2 separate regions of the Triticum aestivum genome follow, and region 1 is linked to region 2. A link is a contact called in public Hi-C data. All regions are on one chromosome and are shown on one strand. The core of a region is the stretch at or near the end of the contact, and the rest is flanking DNA. Distances in the headings are between cores, read along the strand shown. Region 1 holds the start of LOC123061559 (polygalacturonase At1g48100). Region 2 holds the start of LOC123061557 (protein RAE1).

Evidence for each region. Hi-C and Micro-C count contacts between places; a contact is called where the count stands out from the background.
Region 1: a contact with region 2 is called in a Hi-C map of leaf, with 3 times the contacts expected there. The contact joins the promoter of LOC123061559 here to the promoter of LOC123061557 in region 2. A contact is called at or near these places in 2 of 5 Hi-C or Micro-C datasets (both in leaf).

Annotation. Positions count from the first base shown.
Region 1 is chr3A:440,687,264-440,691,186 of IWGSC CS RefSeq v2.1, reverse strand. LOC123061559 (polygalacturonase At1g48100) reads right to left here and starts at 2,163. Exons shown (of 7, transcript XM_044484720.1): 1 at 1,509-2,163; 2 at 504-635. The coding sequence starts at 1,979. LOC123061561 (a long non-coding RNA gene) reads left to right here. Exons shown (of 3, transcript XR_006429120.1): 2 at 2,436-2,605; 3 at 2,861-3,048.
Region 2 is chr3A:440,496,892-440,500,617 of IWGSC CS RefSeq v2.1, reverse strand. LOC123061557 (protein RAE1) reads right to left here and starts at 1,833. Exons shown (of 11, transcript XM_044484718.1): 1 at 1,675-1,833; 2 at 1,492-1,578; 3 at 1,309-1,377; 4 at 983-1,176; 5 at 574-715. The coding sequence starts at 1,737.

The DNA of each region.
Region 1 (3,923 bases), core at 914-3,413, 190 kb before region 2:
TTTCTATTTTCAAACATCCCACCACTTGAAACCTGCCGCGGCGTGATCTTAGACGTAGAAATAATTTAAATTACTCCCTCCAATCCTTATTACTTGTCGCTCAAACAGTCGAACGGATGTATCTAGATGTATTTTAGTGCCAGATACATCCATTTAAGTGACAAGTACATAAATATAAGACGTTTTAGAGACTTGTATGGTCACTCTAAAACATCTTATATTTGTGAACAGAGGAAGTATCAATGTGGCATTGGAAATGTTTTACGGTCTTAAACATGAAAACACTTCGAATTATTTTGATATATCAAATGTAGCATTGGAATCTGTTACATGCTCATAACATCAAGAGATCATTTTCCCTGCATATGTAAGAGTACATAGGAGTTGTGTTGTTCAATGCAGGTACATATTTGTATGTTAGTATGTTAGTATAGAATCTAGAAGAAAGGGAGGCAAGGGGAAAGCTTTCTCAGGTGCATATTTGGCATTAGGTGCAGAATTACCTGGAAAAGAATGTTTGGTTTGCAGTAAGGCCCAGAAAAGGAGATTGGCCCAACAAGGAACTCTAGTTCTGATGGTACGAGAACTGTAGACGCTCCCAGCTTGCACGCAGCAGCCCACGCTGCTTGAAAAGCCTGCATGCACACTAATTTATTAGAGGTTTGTTCTCAAAAGACTAGACTAAGCTAATCATAGTACTCCTATATAGTTCCACTGTGCCCCTATGGTTTTGTCGGAGTGAAACAATCCTAAACCGTACCCAGAAAATGAGGATTTCTTTTGGCTGAAAAGAAACCCAAATACACTGTTAAATGTTGGTTGAAGCTTAATTTTTGGAAACTTTCAATGCATCTCCCAATTTCCATGAATTTAACCACCATTGATTTTTATTTTCTGGTGTGTATTTTGGATTTCAAGTATGCCTCTACATAAAACATTTCAATCTTTTTAAGAAAAAAATTTAAGGAACTGGTTTTTCCAGAACTATATAACACTAAAAAAAGGTATAGTTGGTCGATCCCAATTTTTGCCATCGATATGTTTCCCGCGTGCAAACAATATTTTGAAAAAATATCGATGTTTTTCTTGCGAACCCTGAATATATTCTTCAGTTTTTTGTTAACCCTGACTTGATGCCCACTTTGTTCACCAAGAGAACGTGATTCCTCAAAAAGGGGAAGCCGTACCAGCTTGAAGTGTGGACATGTGAAGGACAGAACAATCCAAAAAGAAACAAATAAAATTTCCGGCAAGCACAGGCAGTCATGCAAATACTGACTACAGAAAGGTATGTCACTAGTGACAATTTCCTGCGGCTCTGCACTGGAAATCATGTGAGAGTAGTCGATGATCATGGATCATAGGACAGTAATCATGCGTGGGTAATGGGCAGTGCAAAATGGAATTGGCAGTGAGAATTTCTGAGTCGGGGAATGCATGATGCTACACAAGTTAGCGAATTTTCTCTCGATAAAACAGCAATTTGAGGGGCAGTGATGTTGACCAACCTTTGTATCGTCTGAAATTCCATCACCCTTGGCTCCGAAATCAACCACGTTAAACACCGCGCCTGGTGAGGCTGAGGCCGCAGGTGGTGGCTGCGGCGGTGGCTGCCTGCCCTTTCCACAGCTTGGAGATGAAGGCTGTGGACTTGTATGTCCATTGCCTTTGGCAGGGCTCGGCTTGGGGCTCGGGCTCGGGCTCGGACTTACAGGTACATTGGGGCTTGGCTGGTATGGCGTCTGGTGTCCTTTGCCAACACCAGGGGGGGCTGGTGGCGGGCTTCGCCGGTTGCCCCCGTGCTGCCGGTGGGAGCTGCCCTTCTTTGCCTTCCCTTTCTTCTTGAGCAGAGAGGAGCTCGGCGAGCTCCTTGGCCTCCAATGCTTGCCTCTCCTCGCGTCACAGACATCAATGGTGGAGCATAGAGCAAGCAAGACAAGGAGAAGCAGGAGGCCGAAGCCTTTTACTCTGAGCTTCATCCTTGTGTCTGTTGTACCTGTTGGCTAGCTGTGTGGAGAGTGTTTGTACGTGCTTGGGGAGTAGATAGATAGACAGCATACACAAGAGGTGTGGATTGCTTGTGAGGAGGGAAAGACAGAGGCTTCTCTTTAAATAACAAGCTTCAGATTCAGGGCTGCCACGTTTGCGCCTCCCTCTCAAGATTAGATGAAAATGAATGCGGGAAATGGGGCCCCAACTCACGTGCATGCAAAGGTCTTGTAGCTGCACAGGGAATTGGTAAGTGATGTCTTCTTGTTGCTTATGCTCCTCGCCATGATCATGTATGCTTGGCAATTTGTTTACGGCGGTTATTCAGTGAGAACTTGTCGGTGGTGAACCACATCTATTATGACATATTCAGTAATCTCTCTCTGCTATAATCACATCTATACCCTTTGCTCCGCATCTTCTTTGACACCGATTTACTGGAACAGGAATGAAGCATACGATTTATTCACGAGCAGATTTTGTGGGGAAACAAAACGGCCGTTCTCCTTTATATATATCCTTCCCTGTGGTCCAAGAGATCACGTGCAATTAGAGCGCTAGTATGTCCAGTTTGGCAGCTAATCCAAGATCCATATGCATTATGGAGGATACCAAGGTGATGCACAAACCCAGAGTCTATATATTGGCTGCCTTCATATTGTGAGACTCACTTGTCAATAGGACATTAGGACATCCTTTTTTTATTGACCCTGCTAAAATGTCCTTTTCATTCAAAATCGCCATATCAATTGTGATTATGCTGATCGGCCCAATATGAGGACTCTGCTAGAGTTTGCTCTTACTAATATACGGAATTACTAACGCTCACATGCATCTCGCTGAACCAAAATATTTTTTGTTCTGTTTACAGCTCTAAGAAACAAGGAGGGAAGCAAGTAAAAAAAAAGTCATCTCAGGCAAGCCTAACAGCTCATTTGCTTTGCAGAATTTAGTCAGTTTACCCAGATGGCTATGAATGTGCTTTACCCGGCATCCTCGGCGGTTTTGCCCCCGTGTTCAATGATAGACATGGTTGTCCGTACGTTTAATCTATAGAGGTGCCATGCCAGATCCCTGCTCCTTTGTTTTTAAGCTGTGGAAGATTGATGCGTCTCTGCCATGCCATGGCTGTGCACGCAGTGCAGTTATGCGTATGTGCCCACTTTTCGATCGGTTGCCAAAACCAAAGGCAGACATGTGATCGATCACTGACGGGACGAGCTAGCATCTAGCCGAGGCGGAGGCTAGTCCGTTTCTGAACCAAGCATACGTACTCCCGTGCCCGTGGCAGCCAACGGTTTTGAGCTGCTCGCGCACATCAACCTTGTACGTGAAGGTGAAGGTGAAGCTGGTGGGAACGAAGCCCACCGAATTAACGTGTGGCCATGAACAGGGCAAGAGGGCGCGGTAAGACGAGCGCGCGGACTGGCGCGCACATGCCCGGCTCACATGGGGGCAACGGTCACGGGCGTCACGCAAGGGCCGCGCGTTTGTCCGCGCATCGCCCGGGCCGCAACCGCTGCCTGCCCGCATGCGGACGCCGTCGCAATCTCCGATTCCCTTCTCCCGTGCTCCTTGTCCAATCATTCATCCATACATCCATCTCCGCCATGCCGCTCATGGCCGTGCATCCATCGCTTATTAATACAGTAGTTGGCTTCCAAAATAGGTTGCCCCGCTCGGTCGGTGACTTGATCAGCCGTGACCTCTCCCCTAGGACAATGGTCGATGCCCACATTTTCAGCGCTATCTCCGTCTCCAAGACGATCGATCTCCACAGCCTACACGTCTCTTAGTGGTTGTTTGGCTAACAAATATTAGCCATGGGATTATACAGAACGTGTTTTTAGCTGATGTTTAGCAAAACCGGTTTTACAAATTATTTTATGTAAAACCAGTTTATAGAAAAATATGTTTGGCTTGCTCTTGAGTCC
Region 2 (3,726 bases), core at 584-3,083:
TTCACCTTCAAAGACTTAACTCCAACTAAATGTTCATCAGGCCAGGAATAAGCCAACACCGCGATGGTTGAGAAATTTTAAAATCTCAACCACATTAGGGGAATTATCGCAGTTTGAATTTTAACCTTTAAACAACTAAGAGAGGCAAGCTATTTTTTTTCCAAACCTTGAAAATTTTAACAACTAAGAGAGGCAAGCTATTTGCTAACACCATTTAGCATACCACTGAAAACACTTCACACAATGAAAAATGTCAATTTCACAATGATATCTTCCCTCTAGGGCAATCGCTATAATGGATATCTGCCCGCTAGAGTAAGACTTTGTTGTAATAGCACTGAAAAACAGTGAAAATATCATTGGGGGGGGGGGGGGGGAAAACAGTGGAAGTAGGCGTTACAGAAAGCCATAAACTACGTACTTGGACACTAAACAATGGTAGCTAGCAATTGAGTTGAGAAACAGAACATGTGTAAATGCTGTACAAGAACGATGGATTAAAAATAAAGTGTGTACAACTCCACTGCATCCATGTAAACAACCAGATATACAACGTAAAGAGAAATAATTTACCTGTGGGTTCTGCAGATTGAAGATAACTACGTTGCGATCAGCAGTGCCGACCGCCATTAGAGGATAACTAAGTGAGAGTGCATAGCAGCGCTCCGGAAGTTGCTGAACGTGCGCTGGATTAGGTTGTCGAATGTCCCAGTACCTTGATAGACGTAAGGTTGGACCGAACAAAATGATCAGCAATCATGTTAACAAAGTCAATTTTGTAGGTCCATTGTGTTTGTACGTATATCAGCATGGTGCTTGAAGATAATGTAGCATGGTCCTTTACAAATTATCTAACTGGACACTGCATCCACTGTTATGATGCAACATATCATGTGAAATTGGACAGAAAACACCAAATATTTGAGTCGCAGCTAATTCTAAAGGAATCAATGTAACTTGAGGTTTGTGCACATTTGATCACCTCAGAGTCTTATCCCAAGACCCACTGACAAGAAGGCTCATCTGTGGTATCCAGGCGAGTTCTTTGACCGGCGCCTCGTGCCCTGAGAAGGCCGTGGCCTGGCCGCCAGACAGCAGCGGCCACATCTTCACCACTTTGTCACAACCTCCCGAAAAAACAGTAGTCCCGTCATCCTTCCAGGCAGAGCACAGGACCTACACTAAACAACCTAGCTTAGTGGTCACAGATAATTTAGACATGGACAGAGCGACCTAGCAGTCCACAAAGGCTAAAATTGAAGATCCATGCTGAGCTAATATAAGGAAATGATAAGAAGGGCACAGTACTGGCTGATCGTGCGAAATAGACGCCTTCGCCTGGCATTGGCCGCCAGGCTGAACCTCCCAGCACCGAACCTGCGTCCAAAACCAAACAGCCCAATCGCATCTCAGAATTTCACTCACCGATTCACCAAAACAGAAAACGATTATCCGCACACATTAGGCCTCGGACGGCCGCGGTGAGCTCACCTGGTTGTCCCAGGAGGTGGCAATCAGGTGGTTCGCCTTGGGGCTGAAGCTGAGGCTGGAAACCGAGTCCCCGGGCGGCGGATTCACCTGCACGAAACGAAGGCAGTCCCCGGTCGAATCGACACATACATTAGGTTTTAGCCATTTAGACCAAGGGCAACAGTATTCGCCAAGCGCACGCACCTCGAGGGATTTGTTAGGGTTGGGGTTGGCGGCGCCGGCGCCGGCGGCGTTAAAGCTCGCCATTGGGTTTCCGAAGGTGTTGGGCGAATTTGGGGGAGGGAGGGAAGGGGCGGGGCGGGGTTTGCGGTTTGTGGGGAGGGCTTTGCTTTTATCTAAGGGCAAAATCGCGTCGGATGGACGCCAAAAGTCCCAGACCAGCAGGTGGTCGCGTTGGGTTGACGCTTTGGGGAGAAGAGTTTGGGCTTGGGATTGGGCTGAGACCAACTCGAACCGACCGAGTCAAATGGACACGCAATATGTTTTTTTTTCGATTAGGTCGTCAGTTTGGCCGGCATCCACCCCCTTGTCCACGCCAATCTGGCAGTGCATCAGCCTGACCCATTCGTTCCGTCTCGGTCGTTTATTTTCAACAAATATATTTTCATCATCACGTAGCATGTACTACAGTGCACCAAAAGGATCGCCATAACTATAGTTCATATGTTACAGTCATAGTTCATGAAAAAAGAAGCAACTAAAAGATGACCACACATCTCGGTCTTGGATGAACTTTTGCTCATGTCGGCCGCCATGATCTCCACTTTCTCCTTGGCCCCTTCTCACTTTCACTTGGGTTGACGACTAGGCCCCCACCTCTTTTTTGTGCCGCACGTTGCTCCTTATACTTTTGGCAATTGTGATTTTTCCTTCAACAATGACTGAAGGTGAATGGCTTGCCCGCATTTTGGACCTTGAAGGAATTCAAAGCTTGAAACGCCTACATATAGAGATGAAAACCAACAAGATAGATTTACGTGCATAGGAGCACGATATATGCTCATATGAACAAGGGAAGGAAGCATATACCATGTCTTTGATGCCAACGCCACTCACGGGGCGGCCAGTGACATTCTCATGAGCACCATAAAATTTGTTGCGCTCCAATTGGATGAAGTGTACAATCAAAGGAAGAAGAAGCCTAGTATATTTTGCAATGTAATTTCATTTTGTACTAGTCGATCTACGTCCAATTTGTCTTTCCATTGTGCTGTTTTTTTTTCTTGATAAATAACAAATATAAGATGCCATTCTGGGTGTCTCTAAAAAAATCTACACCAGTTTTTTGGTTTTTGTTGTTGTTTGTTTTTGAATTTACACGTAATACATGAACACCTCTTTCATACCTGTGAACATTTACGAAAATATGAAACATATTATATATATACAACAACAACAACAAAGCCTTTAGTCCCAAACAAGTTGGGGTAGGTTAGAGGTGAAACCCATAAGATCTCGCAATCAACTCATGGCTCTGGCACATGGATAGCAAGCTTCCACGCACCCCTGTCCATAGCTAGCTCTTTGTCGATACTCCAATCCTTCAGGTCTCTCTTAACGGACTCCTCCCATGTCAAAATTGGTCGACCCCGCCCTCTCTTGACATTCTCCGCACGCTTTAGCCGTCCGCTATGCACTGAAGCTTCTGAAGGCCTGCGCTGAATATGCCCAAACCATCTCAAACGATGTTGGACAAGCTTCTCCTCAATTGGTGCTACCCCAACTCTATCTCGTATATCATCATTCCGGACTCAATCCTTCCTCGTGTGGCCACACATCCATCTCAACATACGCATCTCCGCCACACCTAACTGTTGAACATGTCGCCTTTTAGTCGGCCAACACTCCGCGCCATACAACATTGCGGGTCGAACCGCCGTCCTGTAGAACTTGCCTTTTAACTTTTGTGGCACTCTCTTGTCACAGAGAATGCCAGAAGCTTGGCGCCACTTCATCCATCCGGCTTTGATTCGATGGTTCACATCTTCATCAATACCCCCATCCTCCTGCAACATTGACCCCAAATACCGAAAGGTGTCCTTCCGAGGTACCACCTGGCCATCAAGGCTAACCTCCTCCTCCTCACAGCTAGTAGTACTGAAACCGCACATCATGTACTCGATTTTAGTTCTACTAAGCCTAAACCCTTTCGATTCCAAGGTTTGTCTCCATAACTCTAACTTCCTATTTACCCCCGTCCGACTATCGTCAACTAGCACCACATCATCCGCAAAG